2 separate regions of the Mustela erminea genome follow, and region 2 is linked to region 1. Evidence: chromatin contacts called from public Hi-C data. All regions are on one chromosome and are shown on one strand. The core of a region is the stretch at or near the end of the contact, and the rest is flanking DNA. Distances in the headings are between cores, read along the strand shown. Region 1 has its middle 150 kb from the start of DMRTA1. Region 2 overlaps LOC116571073 (a long non-coding RNA gene).

Evidence for each region. A called contact is a pair of places that touch in the nucleus more often than the background predicts.
Region 2: a contact with region 1 is called in a Hi-C map of fibroblasts, with 2.3 times the contacts expected there. The contact joins two enhancer-like sites. A contact is called at or near these places in 2 of 3 Hi-C or Micro-C datasets (fibroblasts and spleen).

What each region holds. Positions count from the first base shown.
Region 1 is chr12:46,775,609-46,778,649 of mMusErm1.Pri, reverse strand. No RefSeq gene overlaps it. Among named protein-coding and RNA genes, the nearest start is that of DMRTA1, 150 kb to the right of the region's middle. Within about 2 kb of position 1,784, the one cell type or tissue checked has open chromatin away from gene starts, as enhancers often do. A contact at or near this core is called in fibroblasts, where this site is marked.
Region 2 is chr12:46,854,921-46,857,792 of mMusErm1.Pri, reverse strand. It overlaps LOC116571073 (a long non-coding RNA gene), which reads left to right. Exons shown (of 6, transcript XR_004277693.1): 6 at 2,346-2,872. Among named protein-coding and RNA genes, the nearest start is that of CDKN2B, 91 kb to the left of the region's middle. Within about 2 kb of position 1,617, the one cell type or tissue checked has open chromatin away from gene starts, as enhancers often do. A contact at or near this core is called in fibroblasts, where this site is marked.

The DNA.
Region 1 (3,041 bases), core at 535-3,034:
CTAGTCTCCACCCACTCCTACAGCTTCCTCTTGTACCCCTCTTAACCTTTCTTATTATGTTCTGACTCATTATTTTTTTTTAAATCTTCCAATGAGCTCTTTTTCCCCCCAGTGAAATCAGCACGCGAGTGTTCTTCTCTTTGGACCTCTTGTCCTCCTACTTTTCATTTAAATAACTCCTTCCTACTCACTTTTGAGGATTCAGCATCATCTGGCTCACTGAGAGCTCTTTCCTGACCCTAATCTAAATTTGTTCTTTTTCCTTATTCTCTCTCCTTAAAATACTTCCTAGCACCTACCATGATTTTTAGTTACGGTTTGTATTTTTTGACTTATTGTCTATGTCCCCACTAGAAATATATGCTCAGTTGAAAGAAGAAGATGCCTGTTTTGTTTCTTTCCTGTACTTAGCGAGGTATCCCGTTCGTGCAGAGCACTCATTACTGAATTACTGAAACCAATTCTGCTAATAAAAAAAGTTCCCGGATCATTTCCACACACTAACACACCCAACATTTCCCTTGACAAAGCTTTTGTTTTGTTCAGTAGCCTTCTGGGGAATCCCCTTTGCCTCAGAGATTATTTTTGGCTATTGATAGTTTGAAATGAACAAAAATTGGTTCCTAAGAAGAATCTTTATTTTCCTACCATTCAGAAAAATAATTTCTCCCTCCTTAAAACAGGCATTTCAATGTATGTTTCTTAGGCATCATGTATGTAGGCTTATAATAGCTCAAATCCCACTGGGACAAATTCCCATCACAACAGATAGTTCTGTCTAATGAACAGATTTTTCATGTCCTCAGCTTGTGGGTTGAGAACTAATTCCAAAATACAAGTCTGTTCTTTAGTCAGTAAATAATGCAGAATTCCATAGTCTTTACTCTGCATGTGACTAAGACTTACCTACCAGTGAAATATTATGGGAAGTATTAAGGTATTTGTAAAATTTGGTATTGACCTTAAGATTGCTCACACAACAGTTTAAATAGGAATCATTTTGTCTTGGGTTGTTTTCCCAGAAAGCAGAGCTTGAAACCACGATTTGTTTGTAAGTAATTTATTAGGGAGTGATTTCAAGAGAGAGTGGGAGAGTGAGACGGGGAAGGAGGGGAAATACATGGGGGGCGTGTTATTGAACTTGCTGCTGTGATCAGTGGGGTCTAGAGTCCCCTGGATCTCTGGAGATCCTTGAAAGTTCATCATCAGCAAGCTACAGGTCTAGTAGACCTTTTCAGTGGCTTTTATCAGAACTCTGTCTTCCAGATACCTGGCTATTTCATTCAAGACTCATTTCTGTGCTGTTTATACTTTCGGAATTACTTCTCTCCTATTTAAAAACCTGATTAATTCCCGATCACTCTATTTGGTCAACTTCTCATTCCTATCTCATCCTTTAAGATTTAGCTCAAGCAGCCCTCCAACTGACCTCTCTCCCTCCCCACCCCCATCCTCATTGTACTCCCCGATCACCTTGATGCCTGATTCCATTTTCATATTTCCTACACTGTCCTGTAAATTTAGGTTACTTCCCTTCTCCTCCAACCATGCTGCTCAAAGGAGCAGAACCTGTTTTTCATTAGCATTTGTTGCCTTAACACAGTACCTGTTCGATAAAATGGATGTGTTTCAGTTTTTCGAGTAGACACCCAAACCCTCAGTGTTGGGTATGACTTCTCACTCAACCCTGTATTTCAGTCTAGCGTGTCTTACATAGTATATGCTTTAAAAATACTTGTGTAATGCTAGGGGAAAGCCCCTAAAATGTCCTTCTGTTTCTGTAAGAAAATGGAGCTATGAACAGATCTCTGACTCAGGTTGCTGAGGTTGCATTTCTATTTCAGAAACTCTGGCTATGAAAACATCAATGACTCAAGTTGATAGAGGTCAGCAGAGAGCGTCTCTCTTGTAAATTTTAAGCCAAATAGTGACTCAAGCTGTTTCAACAAAAATGAGAAAAGAGAAGCCGTGTAGATAATGCATTAGATGAAATGCATGAAATGCATTTGAAATGAAATGAAATTTCAAATGAAATTTAGAAAGGAGAAAAAAAAAACCCAATTTTGAAATTAAGAGACCAGTTTTGAAAGCCTGCCTGAGACTTTTTTCTTACAGTGTACAGAGTGCCCACAAAACAAATGATATGTGTTTGGTGGACCTAAGAGAGTGACCTTGTTGTAAATCACAAAATAGAGTGACTACATTGTATTACATTGACTTTGGGGGGTGGGTTTTTTAAAAAATTAACATATAATGTATTATTTGCCCCAGGGATACCAGTCTGTGAATCATCGTGCTTACACAATTCATAGCAATCACTATAGCACATACCCTCCCAGTGTCCATCACTCAGCCACCCTATCCCTACCTCCTCACCCCTGCAACCCTCAGTTTGTTTCATGAGATTAAGAGTCACTTATGATTTGTCTCCCTCCCGACTCTATCTTGTTTCATTTTTCCTTCCCTACCCCCCAAAACTCTCCACACTGCCTCTCAAATTCCTCATATCAGAGAGATCATATGTTAATTATCTTTCTCTGATTGATTTATTTTGCTCAGCATAATACCCTCTAGTTCCATCCATGTCATTGCAAATGGAAAGATTTCAGGGGTTTTGATGACTGCATAGTATTCCATTATCTATCTATCTATCTATCTTCTTTATCCATTCATCTGTTGACGGACATCTAGGTTCTTTCCATAGTTTTTCTATTATGGACATTGCTGTTATAAACATTCAGATGCACGTGTCCTTTTGGATCACATTTGTATCTTTAAGGTAAATACTCAGTTGTGCAATTGCTGGGTCATAGGGTAGCTCTATTTTCAACTTTTTGAGGAACCTCCATGCTGTTTTCCAGAGTGGCTGTGCCAGCTTGCATTCCCACCAACAGTGTGGGAGGGTTCCCCTTTCTCCACATCCTTGCCAACATTTCTCAGTTTCCTGACTTGTTAATTTTAGACATTCTGACTGGTGTGAGGTGATATCTCATTGTGGTTTTGATTTGTATTTTCCTGATGCCAAGTGATGTGAAGCACTT
Region 2 (2,872 bases), core at 368-2,867, 79 kb before region 1:
GGCCTTCTTCTCCTGAATTATGGCAGACCTGACAGAGAATAAATATTGATAAAAACTAAAAAATAAGGAAACAAATTAAAGCATTCCAATAGTGCTTTAAATGCTCGGGAGAAAACAAAACAGGAAAATAGTTAAAACCTATTTGGTGTGGGAGACATTGATGGCTTCTGTGAGGAAGTGACATTTGACCTTAGAACTAAATAGGGAGAAGGAGGTAGTCAGATGAAAATGAGGGAAGACTCTTTTAGGAAGTAGCAATGCCAAGTGCAAAGAACCTGAGACATCCTTGCCCTTTTGAGGAACAGAGAGAAAGCCAGTGTGTGGGCCACAGTGGAGGAGGGGGAGATTAGTTGGAAAGAAAGGCAGGGAATAGGCCATATGGGGCTCTATAGGTCATGAAAAGGAGTTTGACTAATATTCTAAATCTAATCAGAAGTTACTGGGTGTCTTAAGCTGGGGAATACCCAGATTTAACCAAAAAGTAAAACCATCTCTTCCTGAATAACTTGGCTAAAAAGGATGCTGTGGCTATGGATACTCATGGAGATTAAGCAAAACATGGAAGAAGGGCCTCAATGAAACTTGACCTCACTTAAACACGAGAGGACAAAATGGTGGCTGGGAGTGTTAAAAGGATTAAGGACCATGACTTTTAATAATGAATGAAGAGAAGTATTTTATCTGTTATATATTCAGAAGGAATTCCCATTCAAAATAACTGAAAAAAGGTTAAGTGTCAGCCTTCACCCCAGGTCATGATCTTTGGGTCCTGGATCAAGACCCGCATCAGGCTTCCTGCTCAGCAGGGAGTCTGCTTCTCTCTCTTTCTCCTTTTGCTCCTTCCCACTACTCATTCTGTCTCTCTCTCAAAATCTGTTTGTTTGTTTGTTTGTTTGTTTTGACAGACAGAGATCACAAGTAGGCAGAGAGGCATACAGAGAGAGAGAAAGAGAAGTAGGCTTCCCGCTGAGCAGAGAGCCGGATGTGGGCCTCAATCCCAGGATCCTGGGATCATGACCTGAGCCGAAGGCAGAGGCTTTAACCCACTGAGCCACCCAGGGGCCCCTCTCTCTCAAAATCTTAAAAAACAAAAACAAAAACCCAGATAACTGAAAAAGGTCTTGGGTATGTACAATAATAAACCTTTTAAGACACATATAGGAAATTCACACATCTAGAGCTTGATTTTTACAAAACTCAGACTTCATTATTTATAATATGCTGTGAAATTTTGTTTATAATTTAATCTACTTGAGTCCAAAAAACACAAGAAATGTAAGGAATATGAATAACATTTCAAATAACCCTGTAAGTAGTTTCAAAGTCATGTATGTGCACAGTGTTTTTTGGATATGACAACCCCTCCACTCCAGGACACTGTAATGACGGGGAGGGGGGGACCTCAACCTGGAATGAAAACAGCACAATCCTGTTTCCAAGGGAAGTGCAGTGAGACAGGAAAACAAAAACAAAAATCACCAACTCATCTGGAAGCTCACAAAGACAGAGAAGAGTTTGCACCTATCTCCGGCTGATTTGCCTTGGCCTGTGAATCATTTAACAGGAAAAAAACACAGGACTGACTCAGCTTGAGCAGGCTCTCGTCCCTGCTGAGGTCCTCTTTTGGTGGGGCCCCGGCCACTCCCCTCAGACCTTGCTTCCCTCCTCTTTTCTCACTATAGAGAAACAGGAAGTCATGTTGATTAGTAAGACTGACTGGGATCACACCCAAGGCAATGGCAAATCTTGACTTCTTCTGGGCTTGGGAAGAGGTGGAAGGATCAAGGACAAGCTTCCGGTGAGAGTGAGAGGCAAGACCAGAACTCTGGAAAATCAGCCCACAACCATTGTTGACACAGGCCCCTAGAGTGACCTAGAGCGTGTCTGCCTGCCCGAGATCTCATGAATTTCCACTAACCCTATGGTGAAGCTTTATCCCTTATAAGAGTGAGACAATTGGAGCCTCAACAGGAAAAGGAGCTTGCCCAAGACTACAGGGTGAGCCACGCTGGGATCTCGACCTTCTGACCCCTAGTGAGGGCTGTGCCATTTGTCACGTGTCCTTGGCAGATAGTTCTAACACAGGGAGCCATTGCCCAGGGTGTGGTGTCCTAGGTGCCCTGTTACAAGCCTTTATGCCCCTATGTCTTTCAGTTGTATCTTGTGGCCACCTACATAGCTCCTGTAATGGGATCTTCCCTTGTGGAACATAAATTGAGCTGCATTAAACTTGAAAATAGAGAGAATGAGAAAAGAATGAGAATGAGAAAGAGAGAGAGAGAGACTCATATGTTTCTCACTCCACCCTACTTCACTCTCTTCCCATAGGGAGAAACTACCCAAAGAAGACTATTGCTGTGAGGGGCATAATGAGCTGAATGGGTACTACCCAGTCTGAAAAATCTCAGCGATGTCAATAAGCCACTTGAGACAACAAGGCACCTGTTGTTCTGTCTTCATTCCTTATCAGTCCTTGGCTCGGAGAAGAGGAACTTTCTGGAAAGAGAAGGACCTTTGTGAAATCAAAAGGAGGGGAAGATTTATGAACTCTAGGCTCTGAAACAAACCAGTAACAAACTGTTCCACGGACGGACAGCTTTCTTTTTACCTTTCCTTTCTAACAGCTATTCCTCTCATTGTCAGAGACTTCCAGTATAAGTCACTGTAAGAATCAAATGTAATCCCTTAAGTAAACCTACCACCAGGTAGCTCCACCCATGCCAGAAATTCTCAGTGTAATTCCAACTCAAGTGTTGTGTGTGATCAACCCAGCAGGTAAACCAAGTGACCCTACAGAGGAAATTCATGTGCTCTCCGTGGCTAGGGTTTGCTTAGCACATGGAGATCGTGTTCATTTTCGTCACACCAACCG